Linked DNA regions of Sarcophilus harrisii: region 2 is linked to region 1. A link is a contact called in public Hi-C data. All regions are on one chromosome and are shown on one strand. Each heading gives the region's core, a stretch centred on a gene start, on an enhancer-like site or on the middle of the called end of the contact. The rest is flanking DNA. Distances are from core to core; before and after follow the strand shown.

Evidence for each region. A called contact is a pair of places that touch in the nucleus more often than the background predicts.
Region 2: a Hi-C map of heart shows a contact between it and region 1, with 6 times the contacts expected there. The contact joins the promoter of ILF3 here to the promoter of KEAP1 in region 1. A contact is called at or near these places in 2 of 3 Hi-C or Micro-C datasets (fibroblasts and heart).

The regions. Positions count from the first base shown.
Region 1 is chr1:647,113,378-647,118,248 of mSarHar1.11, reverse strand. It overlaps KEAP1 (kelch-like ECH-associated protein 1), which reads left to right and starts at 1,847. Exons shown (of 6, transcript XM_031947516.1): 1 at 1,847-1,869; 2 at 3,886-4,562. The coding sequence starts at 3,927. It overlaps S1PR5 (sphingosine 1-phosphate receptor 5), which reads left to right. Exons shown (of 2, transcript XM_031947517.1): 2 at 1-259. The coding sequence ends at 181.
Region 2 is chr1:647,244,621-647,249,491 of mSarHar1.11, reverse strand. It overlaps ILF3 (interleukin enhancer-binding factor 3), which reads right to left and starts at 2,755. Exons shown (of 20, transcript XM_031947529.1): 1 at 2,176-2,755.

The DNA.
Region 1 (4,871 bases), core at 598-3,097:
TTGCTGTAGGCCCCTGCGCCCAGGGCCAGGCGGTGGCGAGGGTGCAGCCAACGCGCGCTGGCGGCTACCTCCCATCCTGGAGTGCAGCACCAGCAAGTCGGAGCGCTCCTCCAACAGACACGAGGGGTTGGACACTAGCGTCTCCACAGGCAACGCCACGCCCACGCGCCCTCCCGTTTAAGACTAGCGTCAGAAGACCAGACTATTTCCCGACCCCTCTTCAGGACCCAGTCCTCTCCTCCTGCACTATTTTCAGATTACTGGCTTGTTTTGTTTTATTTTGAAAATTAAATAAGTAGTTTGTAAATAAATAAAGTAATTTGTAATAGAACGTCTAAATATCGGGGAGCGGACACTAAGAGAACCTGGGCTGGAGTTTTAAATAAGTAGTTTGTAAATAAAGTAATTTGTAATAGAACGTCTAAATATCGGGGAGCGGACACTAAGAGAATCTGGGCTGGAGTTTTAAATAAGTAGTTTGTAAATAAATAAAGTAATTTGTAATAGAACGTCTAAATACGGGGAGCGGACACTAAGAGAACCTGGGCTGGAGTTCTAAATAAGTAGTTTGTAAATAAATAAAGTAATTTGTAATAGAACGTCTAAATATCGGGGAGCGGACACTAAGAGAACCTGGGCTGGAGTTTTAAAGTCCCCATTAGGAAAATTCGGAGTCGTTAATGTCTGCCAGGTTTCGTCTTTCTTCACTGTACCGGACACCGAATTGGCTGCCTACATAAGCGAGAGGGGGGGAGTCGTCCTTGTCAAAAAGATCGGATTGTGGGAAAATCTTTGTGCAGCCCCATCCACCTCTCCTACCTGTGCATACACTAACTCGTATGCAAGTGTTTTTCCCATAAAATATGACCTAAGGGCTCTACAGAGATCGGCCCCTTATCCTGCTGATATGCAGCCTTCTTGGCTTGCTTGGGGCACTGTGAAAGAAGGATGGGGGGAGTGGGGTGGATCGAGAGATGATTGCTGAGCTCCAAAGCTCTCAAGCCCTAAAACTGATCTATACTTCGCTGCCATGTCGACGGGCCGCCACCTCCCGGTAGCCCTTGGAATTGCAGAAGACCTAGGGAGCTTTGTTCCGGAGGCTGGAAACGCAGAGATCGGGGAGGATTCTTGGGGCATCTTAGATATTCCAAATCCTGTCCCATATGTGCCTCTGGCCTTGAGTTACCTGGAACGCCTTCTAACCCCATAGATTCTCTCAATGCCTTGGGACCCTGGTTTCTTCCTCTAATGCCTCTCAAGCTTGGATGCTCGGATCTACATGGTTCTGCCGCTGCCATAGCCAGCTTTCAAGGCGACTGTTGGTCAAATTTGTGCATCCCGCTCCCAGTGCATCCTCTGGTTCGAGGATTACACTTCCTATAATCTCAGCAGGGAGAGGCTTCGAAGAGGGAGGGGAGAGACGGGCGCCCAGCTCCAGGAGACTCTGACCCCTCGTCTGGGACATCCCCGCCCCGCCCGTCTGGGCAGAAGCCCGAGGCACCCGCAGGGCTGGGAGAGGAGTCGCCCTCTCTCCTTTTCCTCTTTCTCCCTCCCTCCTAGGTGTGTTTCGGGGATGGGGGCGGGGTGGAACTGCCATTATTCTCAGGCCGAGCGCGGTGCCTCGGGGATAACGACCAGCACGTGCTCTGGGCTTCTCCATTTCTTTACGCCAGACCTGGGAAAGGCAAAGGCCAGACTTCAGGGACTGTGGAAGCGGGGCTCCGTCCAGCTGCGGCAGCCCGAAAGCAGGGGCGGGATAGGCATCCAAAGCAACGGGCTTGCCAGGCGCGAGGCCTGGTTCTGGGACGGGACTGGTGAGTCACGGGTGTCAGTCTAAGAGGCAAAGGCGGACGCTCCAGAGAGCTTGTGGTGAGTCCTGGGATCAGGGGCCCGCCAAGCCCCAGCCGGGGCCGCATCGTGCCCCGGGCTCCGGGATAGGCCAGCCACCGAGGGCCGTCGGAACCCCCTCCCCCACCCGAGGGGCCGGGAAATGCGGCCCGCGTTAGCCCGCCTTCAGGCCCCCGGCTCAGCCTTCAACGCCAGGCGCACGCAGTGGCTTCGCACTTGGTTATCTGGGGCGCCCCTCGGAAGCGGGAGGGGAACGAGGTGGAAGCAGGGCCCCTCCCCTCCTAGCTCGGCTTCCGTACTCGTTCTCTGGGAGGTAGCGCCAGTGTGTCCCTTTTCCCCCGCCTCCTGGAGCTGGCTTGGGGACCCCGTGGCCGGGCGGCTGACCAAGGGACTCTTATTCTGACGAGGCCGGGGCGCGCGGTCTGCTTAGTCATGGTGACTTTATCCTCCCCCTCGCCCCGCCCCCGCCATCTCCCTTCCACCGCTCTCCGCCCCCCCCCGCCCGCCTCCTCCCCCTCACCCCGCGCGCTGCGATGGAGGCGCCCGTGCCCGGGAGGCGGAGGCGGAGGAGGAGGAGCAGGAGCGCGGCCATGGCTGGGTGAGTAACGCGGCCACTGTCGCCGCCGCCGCCGGCGCTCGGGCCCGTGGGGCCGCGGGAGGCCGCGGCCGGCGAGAGAGCTGCCTCGGGCCGGGACTGGGGAGCAGCCGCGGCGTTTCGGGGAGCCCGGGGTCCCGCCGCCGGCCCGGTTCGGGTTCTGGCTCCGGGCTCTGGCCGGGCCGGGGGGAAGGCCGGTGCGGAAGGCTCGGGGTGGCGGATTTGCTCCCCTCCTGCAGCCGGGGCGCGCCTGGCGGCGCGGACCGAAGCGGCTCCGGAAAAGGGTCGCTCCTGCTGCCGGCGGGCCCGGCCCGGCTGCGCTTTGTTTCCCTCCGCGATCCGGCCTGCTCCGCCCGCGCCGGTCTTTCCCCTTCAGAGGGCGGCGCTAGAGCCCGCTTGGCGCTGAAGGAGCCGGGATCCCACCCCGAGCGGCCCCAGGACTCGCGGGGCCGGCGGCTGGCGGGCCGGGCCGGGCCGGGGCCCGGGCAGGAAGTAGACGCGCAGCCATTGCGTGGCTCCAACCCTGGGCTCGCGCCGCATCCTGCCCCGGCCCCGGCAGCCCGGCACTATGACATTTGTGGCACTTCCCAGGCTTTGTCTCCTCTGAGCCCCCGGCGGCCCCGAGAAGGGGAGGCTCGGGCAGGGAGGGAGCGAGAGCGCCGACGTCACGGAGCTAGGAAGCTGTCCCACCCGGCTAGAATCCGGGCTTCCTGCCTCCGAGCCCAGCTCTTCCTCCCTCCCGCTAGGGCCGGCCCAGGGATGCCCTAAAGCAGGGGGGGCAGAGGGAGCCTCCGGGCCCTGAACTAGCTGGACAGGGGCTGCCGGGCCGAGGGGTGTCATACAAATTAAGTGTTTGGGGGGGGTCCTGGGCAGTAACGTAGGTATTAAAACAGAACGGTAACTCAACTATTGGGTTTCGTTGTGGTGCTAGTCTGGGACCATCTGCCTTTTGCACTTGGAGCACTGACCCTGAAGTTAAAAAGCAGGAGTTTGAATTTCAACTGTTACCACCTGTGCAAAGTCACTTCCCAGCTCCTCAGCTTCCTCTTCTTTAAAATGAGCAGTTTGGACTGGGCAGCCTCCAATGTCTGTGGTCCCTTCGGAGCTCACACCCAGACCAGCAAGGCCTCAACTGGGGTCTGGCTGGGGAATATAATTACCATCATTAGTGTTTACATCGCCCTTTTAAGTTTTGCAAAGTATTTTCCGTAGGTTATCTCATTTGAAGGAGGCTCCACCCAGGCTAGGATTGCTACTTAAGCGAGCTAGCTGAAGTTGGCAGGGCTCATTTTTAGGCTGGCAGTCTTTAGGCTGCGTGGTGGGTGGCCATCCCTTGAGATAGTCTTCTTGGCAAAGGAGAAGGAAGCCCATGGAGGAGTGGGTTCTCCCCACCAGCACTGGTATCTAGGGCCTGATCACCATCCCCTCACCCTCACTCCCAGGTGCGTGATTCCAGGCGGCGGCAGTGATTTTCTAAAGGCTGATGCAGCCAGTGTCTGGGCATAGCAGGGGTGTTCCCTGTGCCCATTCTCTCCCCCTCCTGTCCAACCGCCCTGGGGGGGCCGGCGATGCGGTGATGTACGCCACGGAGTGCAAGGCGGAGGTGACGCCCTCCCAGCATGGCAACCGGACCTTCAGCTACACCTTAGAGGACCACACCAAGCAGGCCTTTGGCATCATGAATGAGCTTCGACTCAGCCAGCAGCTCTGTGATGTGACTCTGCAGGTCAAATATGAGGATGCGCCTGCTGCCCAATTTATGGCTCACAAGGTGGTACTGGCTTCCTCCAGCCCAGTCTTCAAGGCCATGTTCACCAATGGGCTGCGGGAGCAGGGCATGGAAGTGGTCTCTATTGAGGGCATCCACCCCAAGGTGATGGAACGACTCATAGAGTTTGCCTACACTGCCTCCATCTCCATGGGGGAGAAATGTGTACTGCACGTGATGAATGGGGCTGTCATGTACCAGATTGACAGCGTAGTACGGGCTTGCAGTGACTTTTTGGTGCAGCAGCTGGACCCCAGCAATGCCATTGGCATTGCCAACTTTGCTGAGCAAATTGGCTGTGTTGAACTCCATCAGCGTGCCCGGGAGTACATCTATATGCACTTTGGGGAGGTAAGTGTGTATGGGTTTAGTGGCCTGGGAGCTGGGTAGTTGTGGGGGCAAATGATTCACTTTCTGAACAAAACTTTAGCCCCGTGCTTAAGCACACAGCACACCTCTGGCTGAGACAGATAGGGTCAGAATGAGAAAGCGTAGTTTCTGGGAGTCTGGCTGCGCCTTGTACTCGTTCCTTTGTTTAATGGTACTGCCTGGGCTTTGGGGAGGACCCTGGGCCTTCTCTCTCCCTGTGACCCCACTGAAAGCAGGAAGTACACAGCTCCTGGTAGTCAAATCCCAGGAGGATGGGAGGGCATCACTTTG
Region 2 (4,871 bases), core at 1,506-4,005, 130 kb before region 1:
GTTAGGTACCCACTTAAACTAAACTTTAAAAGCAGATTTCATTCTCAATATAGAAGTTCTGCTAAAGACCAACCAAAAGATGGACAGACTAGATGATGCTGCCATAAATAAAGAAGATGATATTCTTAGGAAACTCTAATACTTGCTCTTCTTTTGATATCTCCTCTATTCTATCACAAGTGGTGTTTAGATGGAATGTACAAAAAAGCACATTTTAAGACTCTGGAAATTCAAAATATTAACACTAATGACAATATACCACTTGAAAATAAATTCTCAAATTGAGAAAAAAATAATCTGATTTCAACAGTTAACAGAAAAGGAGCCTGTAGAATTGTGAGTATACTGCAAACAATTAAAGAAATTGTTCCCTTGGACCATTTTCCTTCAGTGAAAAGGCTTCCACTTGATTAAGGACAGTTCAGTTGCACGGTGATGTCCTTAGATCACAAACTTAAGGGCCAAGAACCTGACCCTAATGTAAAGGAGGCCAGGTTCTACATTCAGCACAGACCTTCCGCCAGCATTTAGGTGCAGAAAAAGACAACCAAATTTCACTCACAATCTCTGCAAAAAAATAGTAGCTGGTTAAAATCTGAGATTACTTTTGCACATTAAAGATGGAAAAAGACAATAATGCAGGCCTACAAAGTAACAGAAAAGTGCCATGAGAATCTCTTCCTCTCCCCACCTCTGAATTCACCGTTTTACTGTTCTTCATTTCCACACTTCAACATCAGGGCTGCTGCAAGACCAAATTTGGTACCTTAGCATCCTAACTCAACTGAATATGAGATTTCAAAGATGTAGCAAACAACTTCTCACCGATCTAAATTTACAAATGTTAAGAAAAACTCAAATCAGTGAAATCTAGAGGGAACAATGAAAGGCTTAATCAAATCCCCAGTTCAGTCTGGGAGATGACTTGCTTAACAATCTCGAGCACTCATTACTGATTCTTCTTTTCCTTTTTTGGGGGGTGGAACTGGGAGAGATTCCAGTGGGGTATGGAAAAGTTTCCCTAAAGCCAATTATTAAATCTCCCTTTTCTTTTACAGAAAATAATCCTTAGCTACATAAACCCAAGTCATTCCCCATCCCTCCTCCCTTTTCCGAAGCAGCAAGGAAAAGATCAGCAAGCCTAATGCCCGTACAGAGATGGAAGACTACAGGCTAGCCCGGGCTCTGCTCTGAGCACCTAAAGGAGCACCCACGCGCCCGAAGAGGACAAAGGAGGCAGCGGCGTTCACCAAAAAGACCAGTGGCAGTTTCCAAAACGACAAAAACGCAGCCTTTCCATCACCTCAAAATTAGCAACGAGAAAGCCAGGCCAAAGGCAATCCTAGCTCGTCACAATCCGCACAGGGGCCCAAGCAAGGCTCGCCTCCTCCGGAGGCCCACCCGCCCGTGCCTCCCGGACCCGGTGCCCAGGCGCAGGGCAGGGCAGGGCCGGGCCGCGAGCAGAGATCCCAGTATAAAGGGAGTCCCCGGTGGGGATGCAGTACCAAAAAGGGGCGTGTGCCGCGGGCCCGCGCCGGCTGTCCCGAGCCCAGAAACCGAGCTTAGGAGAGACTCCGCCGCCGCCCGGGGATGGGGGGTGGGCGGGATCCCCGCCGTGCCCGCGGGTCCCGGAGGAGCGGCCTGGGGAGGGGGGGGCGTGGACGGAGGACAAAGCCGGAGGCCGCGCCGGCAGCAAGAGGTAAGCAGCCCGCCGCTAGCACGCACGCACACACGCCCTCCCAGACGAGGCCGAGCCGGGCCCGTGAGAGGAGGCAGGATGCGGGGCCAGCACGCGCATGCCGCCGACACCGGCGCGAAGCTCCGCTGGGCACGGGGCTGGGGGGCGTGAGGATGAAGGGAACATGCGCGCGCACCGGGGCCTCACCGCCGCCATTTTGTTTCCTCGGCACAATGGGGGAGAGTAACGGCCGAGCGCGGGAGCGAGGCCGGGGATGGGGGAGGGGGCTCGGCAGCAAGAGGCGGGCGGGGACAGGGGCCGGCGCCAAGGCCCAGAGGCAGCGGCCGCACCGCTCTCCCGAGGGCGCCGCACGGCGCGTCAGAGACCCCGGTTCCCTGCCTCACGCCCGCGGGAGATCGGGCCCGGGGGAGGCCGCTGGGCCGCCGTGCGCAGGGGGGAGGGGGACGGAGGAGAGCCCCGCCGGGGCCCGCCCTTACCTTGTCGGCACCCCCTCGCCAGCAGCAGCAGCCGCCGCCGCCGCTGCCTCCTCCAGCGACAGCCCCCGGGTCCCCCAACCACGCGGTGCGCTGGGCTGCTCGGTCCGACTGCAATGGCGAGAGGAGGAGGAGGAGCCGGGGCCGGGGGCGAGCGGGCGGGCAGGCGGGCGGGAGCGCGCGCCGGAAAGATGAGGGCACGTGACCAATGGCGCCCCGCCCCCTTTTCTCTCTTCTCTCCGCGCAGGCTCCTCCGCCGGGACCCTTGTAGAGATGAGGGCGGGGGTGGGGAGAGCGGAGACCGTAGTTCGTAACACGTGACAGTGGCTAGAGCCTATGATGTCCCGTGCGTTCCTGGTCACATGTTAGTGGTGCGTTTTCTCTCTACCCTATAGTCGGCTGGTTGCCGGGAGTTGCTGCCGTCACGTGACAAGGGGGCAGAAGTTCGAGTGGGGCCGCCATCCTGGATTCAGAGCTGCGCAGGCGCAAACGCATACGCATTTGCAGAAGCATCTGCGGGAGAAGGCGTGACACTCCACCCCAGCTTAAGTTCTAATTCGTACTTCTCGGCTCTGCGGCGGCCTTTGAATGAAGGGACTGCTCCCGAAAAAGGGAGTGATTGTCACGTCCGGGTCCTCCTTTTTACAGACGGGGAAATCGAGGCCCAGTGAGGGCTAGCGACTGGTCCAGGAACACTCAGCCAGGACGCAGCAGAGCAAGAATTTTGAACGATCCCCGTGATTCCCAGTCTGCTCGTTCAGAACAGGGTGAGGAGCCGCTGTCAGGCTGGGCGGAGATCGCCTCGGCTGTTCGCCTTCACGTTGCGCTCCTCGCCCGAGTCAGGAAGCCCTGGGTTTAAGTTCTGCCCCTGACCCTTGCAGGCTTGGTGAAGCCGGAGCCCGCCTGGAGGCGCTCAGAGCCTGGGTTCAGGTTTTGCCTCTGAGGAGCGTCGCGTCATCTCTCGGCCCTCCAGGCGGATTCCTAAGACTAAGCTGCGGGGGAGGGGCGGGTGTCTTACAGGAGGTGTCCCCGGGGACCGTTTGTGGCGCCTTTGTGCTTCGAGCTTTCCCCGCGGCGCTGAGACTCCCCTGGAGGACGCCGGACACTAGCGCTTTCCAAACCGGAAAGTCCTACGTGGTTACTGACTGGTTACCCGGCTCCGACTTAGGTCGGGCTCCTCGCCGTGCTTCTCTCCGCCCGTTTCCTACCGCCTCTCGCATCGGTGTCTCTTTCCAGTAATGCACCGTTTTAATGATGTACTTGCACTCATCCGTTGCCCTCCTGACCTGGCGGTTCCCTTCTTGTTGTTACTTGAGCTAGAGAAATGCAGTATTTACCTGATTGAAGGTGCGTGCCCCGAATTAACCTCCCACTGCCTAGCTGCTTGACGATCCCACCCGTTTCTTATCAATTCCATTTGATCCAGATCTTTTTCTCTAGAGCTCCTAACTGCAGCTCTAAGGGTCTAATTGTAATGTTCTGTGGTGTTACCCATAAATAGAACAGCTGAGGATGGAAGGGCAGACCTAGAGTATAAGCTAAAGAATTTAGACATTAAGACAAGTTAAGCATTTATTACTTGGTCATTATGTGCCTGCCCTGTTTCAAAGAAAGACCAAAAAAAACCCGAAAAACCAGTGCCAGCCTTCAAAGAATTCTCCTTTTAGTGGGAGAGAGATGCCTACAACAGACAAAAATACTGAGTAAATGGAAGGCACCCTAAAAGGGGAAGGCATGGGGGAGCAGGCGCAATGGAGGGGAGTTGGCTATATAGAGAAACCTGTTAATGTTGCCCTACGTGGTACTCAGACACATGTAGTACTAGAGCAGTAGTTTGCCAACACTCCTGCCTTTCATTAACTGTGACTTTAACATTAAATTTGCAAAAGCAATTGCAAAAAGCTGCAAGCTTTTAGGGCCTTAACTTTTTTTTAGCCCAAATCCATAATGTTCAGAGTCACTTTTGTGCTTAGCAAAGGGCAATAAAAGACATTCTTCAATGAACTCAACCTGGGACTTTTCTGTTTGTTTGTTCTTTTCTTTTCATCCGCTATAGTTATAGAGCCACTTTCCACTTCAGTGAGTTATTAATGAAAAGCCTAAAGAAAAAGAAAAACCACAATTTTGTGTTGCCTTCATTCATCAATTTTCACTAAATATCCAAATTTTAGCACAGACTACAAATGGATAGAGACAGCCTCTATTATTCTTTGTAAAATGTGTAAGGACAGGTGAAAGTTCTAAGAACTCTCTTCATTTCCAAAGTAGTGCTGCTCTAGTCTAGGCAAGTGCCTGGGGATTTTTAAAATAGCTTATCCTGCTTTGGTTCTGGGAGAAAAGGCCCCTTCCTAGTCTTTTGGTTCCCACTGTGTCCTTGCAGAGGAACTTGGGAGACCCAGGATGAAAGCTGGAATAGAATGCAGATGATCTGGACTAGGACAAACATAATTGAGTCATATTGCCTAACTCTGGATCCTGCTGGCTCTGCTGCTTATTACTGATGTGATCTTTGGCCAGAAAGCCTTTCTGCATCAGTAGCCTGATTTGATAAACAAAGCAGTGGGCTAGAGGTCCCTTCCAATTCTGCTTACTGATACTTGGCATTTGTTCACTTCACATGATATTCTATAATAATTCTCTCATTTGATTTTCATAACAACCCTGGTAAGGTAAGTACTATGGATATGATCCCGGTTTTA